2 separate regions of the Mus musculus genome follow, and region 2 is linked to region 1. The links are chromatin contacts, called in public HiChIP or PLAC-seq maps. All regions are on one chromosome and are shown on one strand. The core of a region is the stretch at or near the end of the contact, and the rest is flanking DNA. Distances in the headings are between cores, read along the strand shown. Region 1 has its middle 25 kb from the start of Gm41188. Region 2 overlaps Gm31107 (a long non-coding RNA gene).

Region 1 (4,069 bases), core at 1,144-3,643:
TTTTTCTAATATAGAAAAGGAGAGAGAATAACCCTAGCCCATGCAGCTGGGACCTTGGGTATAATAGCAACCAGCATTTCCCAATAGCCAGGGAGAAAGTCAAAGGAGGGAGTGGCTGGGGGTGGGCAGGAGCTGGAGGAGAGTTGCATAGCTTGCTATTTCAATCATCTAGAAAAAGATTCATGGGGCTAGACCTCTCCATGAGAATTCAGTTACTCACACTGAATTTCCATAGTGGCAATGTTGGAGATGTTTATACAGAGACCCAGAGCAAAACATTAGATGGAGCTGGGGAAGGCCTGTGGAAGAGTTGGGAGAAGGATTGAGGGACTGGAAGAGGACAGGGACTCCACAGGAAGAGCAACAGAGTCAACTAACCTGGACCCTTGGAAGCTCCCAGACACTGAAGGGCTAGACCTAGGCAATTATGTAGCACACATGTAGCAGATGTGCAACTTGATCTTCAGGAGTTAGGGGTGGACAAAACTGAAGTGGGGGCTGTCACTGAATCTGTTGCCTGCCTGTGGATCCCGTTCTCCTTAACTAGGCTACCTTGACTGGTCTCAGTGGGAAAGGATGCACCTAGTCCTAAAGTGACTTGTTATCCCAGGGTGGGGAGACCCAGGGGAGGGGAGAGTGGGGGAGGAGCTTTATTAGGGAGACGGGTGGAGGGTGGACAGGGGGCCTGGTCCTGGGATGTAAAGTGAAAAGGTAAAGTAATTAATGAAAAGAAAAAAGAAAAGAAAGGAAAAAAGGCCGGGCAAGCCAGATAGATGTATGGAGTAAACTAACCCTGCTTCACAGGAGTGTGGCTTCCTCCAGAAAAGTCCAAAGGCCACTGTGCAGTCACTTCCTCAATGCCCTGCCCAGCAGACATTTATTACATGATAAGGTGAAAGACACTCATTGGAATCATGGCTGCTCAGCCCAATAGAGCTAAGTCTGTGCTCTCAAAAACCAATCCTGACAACCTAGAGAAGAAACAGAGGGGGCGATGGTTTCTTTGCTGTAGATTCATCCACTCTGACTTCTTAGAGCAGCCCCAAATCAGGTCCCCTTTAGCCAAGCTGAGGGCTGCACATTTGTTTAGAAGAACTTACAGGTATCAAAGAAAGGTCTGAAATTTCCTCAATTTTAGCCATTTCCATCTCTGAGCTTAGGGTTTTTTGGTTTTTGTTTTTGTTTTTGTTTTTGTTTTTTTTGTTTTTTACCATTCTCTAAAGTGTCACTTAATAAAATGTGAGAAAATTATGTCTAAAAAATAATTAATTAATGAGAAATTTCTCTTCTAGAAGGAAATTAAATGAATAACAAGAGGGGTTTTTTTTTAATTAGGTTTTGAATGGTTTTAATTTCTTAACAGCAACTACAGAGAAAATCACCAGTGTTACAATGTGTGATTTCTGATGATGAGGATGATGATAATGGAAACTTTATTTGCAATCTTATTCAGGGAGAAGGTTAACAAGCACTTTACCAGAGTGTGGGCTGAGAATTATGAAATTCCATTTACTCAAAATGATAAAAAGTGTTGCCATGGTCACAGCAGGAAAGTTCTGGCTCATTTGAAATGTATCAAAGCTGTGATTATCTGATAAAAAGGAGGCAACTTTGTTCTATAGTGAATTAATTTTCTGGGAAAACTGTACAGGATGAAGGAAAATCAGATATGCTGAGTCATTCTTTATATGCTGAGTCATTCTTTATCAAGCCTGCATGCTGAGACCACCTGGGAAAAATACTGAACCTGAGTCCCTTTTCCAGGGACCCCGGTTTACTTCACCTATGGAACTTGTGCTCTGAGAAACAGAGTTCCTAAGCAAGGTGATTCCAATGAGCCCCAAGCAGGAAAAGCTAACTTCAGAGGCTCATACATGCCTCTGCAAGGGTGAAGCATTTTTAAAAATGATGTGTGTGTGCAAGCATCCGTGGTCATGTGTGTGCATGTGCACACACGAGTGCAGGAACTGCTCTTGGATCCTCAGCAAAAGCAGCCTGTGCTCTTAGCTACTACTGAACCACCTCTCACGCCCTCCAGTAAGGCGTTATTACACTGTCTCTGTCTTCAGACACACCAGAAGAGGACATCAGATCCCATTATAGATGGTTGTGAGCCACCATGTGGTTGCTGGGAATTGAACTCAGGACCCCTGGAAGAGCAGTCAGTGCTCTTAATCACTGAGCCATCTCTCCAGGCCCCACCAATAAAGCTTTTAATCACAGGTTTGTAATGCAAATTTTATGAAGGCTTTGTTAGACGTAATTGTATAGGTATGTCTATAGAAAAGTGAAAAATCACAATAGGGAAAAAATATAGACAGATGTGGGTCTGGGTTCCACCCTGCTGTTGGGGTGTGGGCATAGCCTCAAGGAAGGCAAAACTGGGGAATCTTATCCCACCCCGTTTATCCTACCCTGCTGCTGTTGAGTGCTGGGCTTTAGCAAAGCACCCGGAGCACCACTCCAGGAAAATACAATCCGAGATGCTTTGTGTGTGTGTGGGGGGGGGGGGCTGAGGGGGAGTGATTCCCAGATTCCCAGACACCCAGTTACCCATGACGTGCTGCACAGAGGAATCAAGAGCAAAGGATTGGGGGTCCACAGGCCCATGAAGAGGCTGGGACCCTTGGGCTGAAGGCTGAGGGCTGCATCTGGGGCTGGGGGATATGATAGCTCCAGCTTAGCTCATTGGTGATTGTCCTTAGCTTGGCAAGGTTGTCTGGGAGCACAAAGAGGCCTTCTATGGTAGATTTGGGCTGCTACTCTGTAGGCAAAGGCCGAAAGAGACAGTCCTTGGTTCCAAGCTGTTTATCGGTTGTTCATCGTGGAAAATGGATGCGTACCAACTTCTCAGGATGGACCCAAGATTAAATACCTTTTGCTGGGAGGAATGTCCAGGAAGGGGAGCCTATTGGCTAAACCCTCAGGGCCTCTAGGTACCTCATTAGCATGGGGAGTGTGGCACACGTTTCCTGCTATGAATCTAGGAGAGAGCAGGGAGGCACTTACAGTCTCAGGTGGGTACCGAGTTTCTAGGGTCTCGAACCCATTCTTCTACCTTCTACCGTCTCAGGTGTGTACCGAGTCTCAAGGGTCTCAGAACTGCTCTACCTTGCCAACTTTCCTGGCACGGTCCATTGTCCCACAAACAGAGTCTAGAAATAGAGCGTCTATTAGAAAAACAATACTGCATGCCATCTTAACATAAAATTATTATACTTTATGTATTCCATAGCATCTGTTAGAGTAGCATATTAATGAAATAATAGACATATAGAAGAATTATAAAAGAAAATATAATCCAAACGTTTACAAAGATTTCATTCAAATAAACTTCATCAGAATTGCATTAGTATGTAATACAAATAAAATTTTTGTCTCTGGAGAACATCCAGTGTTTGGATATTTAAGTGACTTTTCCCTGGAAAGTCAGGCTGTGGGTACCACACATGGGTCTGTTCAGTGGAGGCTACAGATTTGTCTACCAGTCAACCATAATTATCTGGCTTCATTGCAGTTCATGAAGTCACTCTATGGATCAGATGGCAGCAATGTCTCCAGGATGAAGAGAGCAAGGACAAGCTGGGCTTCTGCTGAACTGCGCCTAGCAGAAGTTTTGTAAAATTCTCAAAGAACAGAACACATAGAAGCTAGTTGCAGGGAGTCCACGATCCTCACCTCTGGGCTGTCCACATCGCTATCCCAGCTGCTATGAAAGCTGCCTCAGTTTCCCAGGGGCCACCCTGACATGGACCCACATTTTTCCAATTATCGCATATTTGGCACATCCTCTCTAATCATAAGACACTCACACGGGGACTTGGAGAAGTAGTCTGGAGTTGTTCATGGTTACCCTAAACGCCATGCACGAACTTTGGATTCTATTCATTAAGAGGGAGGGGAATGTTCACACAATTTCTTTAGTACACAAGTACTGTGATCAGAGCTGTGTGGAAGGACAATTCTGACAGCAGCTAATTCGGCTAATTTAATATGGAGAGAGAGCAGGTGCAGGATCAAGGATTAAGTGCTATTTGTATCTGAGTAACACATTGCTGAAAGAGCAGGG
Region 2 (3,732 bases), core at 786-3,285, 94 kb before region 1:
CACGCAGGGAGGCTGAAAGAAAGCAAGCTAAATGCTGGAGAGTTTGAAACGCTGAGAGTCTGAGCAAACTTGTGAGAAGTAGGATATTAGCATCTAAGGTCTGGATTCTGTCAAACCCGTCACAGATGGTCCAGGCTGGCCATGTACGGCTCTGACCGTGGCTCTGCGTGGTTTAGGAAGCACTAGTCTGGAATGTCTTGGCTTGGAGCTATTGGGTTATGGAGATGTAATTTATTTTACTTTATATTGTGTTTATTTTTTGAGACAAGATCTCACTATGCTGCCCAAGATAGCCTCAAATTTCTCCACTCAAGAGAGTCTTCTGTCTCAGTTTCCAGAATACAGGGAACAATGCACAGGATTAATTTGTGTAGAGCTCCCTGCTTATATCACATGATATGTATTAACTAGTCAAGGGCTGGTGAGATGGCACATTGGGTAGAGCTGAGTTAGCTTCATGTGACCCAACTTGAAAGGAAAAAATTGACTCTCTTGACCCCCACAAATATTCCTCCGACCACACTCACACCTAAGCATGCACACCCTCCATAAATGAACAAATGAATTAATTACTCAGGTTTTTTATTTTGTTTTGTTTTAGAAAATAGCCAAGTAATTAGCTGGATTTTTTAAAGGATTATTTTTATGCTTTTGGATAAAGCACTTTCATCATTACCGGAAAGCCTAACTTGTTCCCGAGTGCCGCAAGATCACCCTCTAGTGGTGAAAGCTGTACAGTGCAGTATGAGTTCGGCCCCTAGATTGTAAAGACTGTGTTGAAGACTTCCAGAAACACCTACTCTCTCTCAAAAAGCAGAGTTCCTGGAAGAGCACCCAGCAAAACAAAGCTGTCATTTGTAGAAGCCTAGGTGTTCTGTTTACACAGTAAGGGAGAGAGCCACCTAGCTTCTCTCGGAAGGCTCACCAGCTTGGCTGTTACTATATCGGATTTTAGGAGGATTTTATAACAATGTAAAAGATACAGGTCAAAGTTCTGTCTTTTTCTGGTACTGCTAATATGGATCAGACTTCACGATGCTTCTAATTAATTTTGATGTAAAAATAATCTTCTCATTGGGGAGTTAGTTAATTTATGTGTCAATTTTGGGGGCATACTGCCTTAGCAAAAACAAACAAACAAATAAACAAAACAAAATATACTTTCTCCATAATTTACAAAATCCACTGGGAGCCCTTGTGAGATGTACTCTTTACTATTTACATCTCAGGCTTGGTTTTATTTCAATACATGAAATGTTTGAAGGGAAAGGCAGAGGGCAGTTAAGCCTGTGACACTAATGAGTCCTTTTGCCTTGGAGATTTTTCTCCTTCCTAGCCACCTGTACGCCACCTTCTAAACCTCCTTTCTTACACTGTGAATAGGGACTTAGACACCAAGAGCACAGTACTACAAAAGCCATTGTTTATCCAGCAATAGCCATATGTTTTGTTCAATATCTATAGTGGATACTAATTTATAAGAGACTGCTTTCAGTCACTTACTGAGTCTGCAAATGACTATCAGAACACATGCATTACTCTGGGGCAAAAGTGTGGACTAGCACATAATTTAAGATTGCAGCTACACATTAGCTTGGGTTGTAAATGTTGATTCATAGGAACTCCAAGACAAGTAAGGTTGATTGTTACATTGTTCTCTTAAAGACAGATTAAACAGGTGGGCTCAGTGGGAGATCAGTTCTAAGTCTTAAGTGGCCATAAGGTGTATCACTAACCCTGGCTGCAGGGCTGGAGAGATGACACAGGGGTCCTGAGTTCAATTCCCAGCGACTACATGGTTGCTTACTAACCCTGGCTGCAGATCCAGAAAAAGTTCTCGTCTCTTAGGACCTGAGGGACATCTCCATAATATCACATCACATCACCGTGGCTTGTTTTTATTCTTGGATCTGCTCGAATGGTTCAGTTCCGTATTTAATCTGTAGAACCATTTGAGGACAAAGGGAGGGCTGAACTGGAGATGCCGAGAGGAAACTGCCTGTGACTGGTCTGACTTGAACTGTTGGGAGGAGGTGAACTTGTGGTGCGGGTGGCCCCACCCATGCTTGGAATGAATTCAGATGAGAGATGGGAAGGGGGAGACCATGAGAAAGCCTGTTCCCCCTCACTTCACAGCAAAGTGTCTACGACACAGATCAAGTCTCACACTCACTCACGGGCTTGTCTGTAGGGCAACAACAACAAACCAAAGAAACAAAACGATCCCACCCAAGTCTAGCTTGGTAAATCAAAGGAGTTTAATTAGGATTATTTACTGTAGAGCAGGCAGCTTTTGAGCGGCCATACCACTGACGAAAATGTCTTCCTCACTCCCAGAATTGCCTATAAATCCTCAGAGAAATGCGGCCTCATGAGATTCCACCCTTACGGAACAATAGTGGACCTGGTCTTGTGCAGTTCTCCTGGAGGTAGTCACAGCTGCAGGCAATGTGAAAAAAACAAACCAAAGCAAGCCAAACAAACAAAAGAAAAGCCATGCCCTGTTCAGGGGACAGTGTTCCACAAAGATCATGATGCACTCTGCAGCTGTTGTGATGGACTGAAGGCTACAGTTTCGTCTCTGGAATAAGGGCTGCCATAGGGTGAGCAGACACAATGAACTTGGCACTAGGCTGTCCTAACAAGTACGTTGACCTACTCCATTGTAAGAGCCAGGAAAGAGATGTTTGGGATATTTAGTACTTTTCTGCCCAAGGCACAGCAGGGTCCTTTAAACCCATTCTCCTCGGCCTTTCTATCAGAAGGGTCTTGCAGATCAACACATCGGCCACAACAGCCAAATTCTGTTGATAAGCGCTGAAGAGCACATGCCTGATTCTATCCTGAGTTATATGTTTCTGTCATGTCTTTCTCACAGGATTTCACTGAGACTGTGGTCTGTCGCAGGCAACGAGCAGAGGAATGGAGGCACTTCATAACCTGCTTTCTCCTTTCATTTATTTATTGAAAGCCTACTGTGTGCCAGGTCCTGCACCAGGCATTTAACGTGAAGACGCTCTTGCCCTTGAAGGGTTTACAATCAAAATAAAGGAAACTGTAAAAGGATGCCAGCCTTTCAGGTGGCAGGTGCAGTGGTAGCCTTGACAGTGGAATTGTTACCCAGATTGAGGGTGGGCATGAGAGGAGCAGGGGAGGCATCTAAGGTCCTAACAGCCGGCATCCACCAAGTGCCTACTTCCCAATTTGGTAAAAATTCTCCTATGAATTATTCAGGTGCTGGGGACTTGCCCGAGCAGTTGACAGGGTCAGAGAGTCAGAGAGGGAGGTGAGTCAGGCGTAGTGGTCAGGGGAATCTTGCAGCTCTGACTGACTAGCAGTCAGGTTGCTTCTTTATTTATCCAGGTTCCACAGAACACAGACAGACTCGTCATTATCCAAGAAGTATAGATTATACCATTTTGTCTCTGGACATGTGTTTGATTTTTCATCATATGTGTGGGGTTACATGTTCAGTCACTGTTAGAAAGTGCAAGTAGAACAGATTTTACCTTTATTATCAGCCCTATAACTCCAATTCAAAGAATCTAAGGAATGTCTCCACCAAAGCAAACACATTCATTCTATCACAGCCTGGTTGCAGGCTGGCAGTAGGGGCAGTTTTAAAGCACTCCAGAAAAACAGAAAACATCTGAATTGGTCCTTTATGAATAACAAATACTAACTCTTTTTATTTATATCCTTTTGACACCTACACTATTAAGTAGGAAATTT

Evidence for each region. HiChIP or PLAC-seq counts read pairs in DNA pulled down with a chosen protein or histone mark.
Region 2: a contact with region 1 is called in an H3K27ac HiChIP or PLAC-seq map of embryonic stem cells, with 7 read pairs. The contact joins two enhancer-like sites. A contact is called at or near these places in 2 of 484 Hi-C or Micro-C datasets (both in embryonic stem cells) and 5 of 115 datasets of contacts at active chromatin or transcription factors (bone marrow-derived macrophages and embryonic stem cells).

The regions. Positions count from the first base shown.
Region 1 is chr14:67,970,680-67,974,748 of GRCm38.p6, reverse strand. No RefSeq gene overlaps it. Among named protein-coding and RNA genes, the nearest start is that of Gm41188, 25 kb to the right of the region's middle. Within about 2 kb of position 2,393, at least 16 of the 459 cell types and tissues checked have an H3K27ac peak or open chromatin away from gene starts, as enhancers often do. A contact at or near this core is called in embryonic stem cells, where this site is marked.
Region 2 is chr14:68,064,969-68,068,700 of GRCm38.p6, reverse strand. The region is part of intron 1 of Gm31107 (a long non-coding RNA gene); the gene reads left to right. Among named protein-coding and RNA genes, the nearest start is that of Gm31107, 14 kb to the left of the region's middle. Within about 2 kb of position 2,035, at least 7 of the 459 cell types and tissues checked have an H3K27ac peak or open chromatin away from gene starts, as enhancers often do. A contact at or near this core is called in embryonic stem cells, where this site is marked.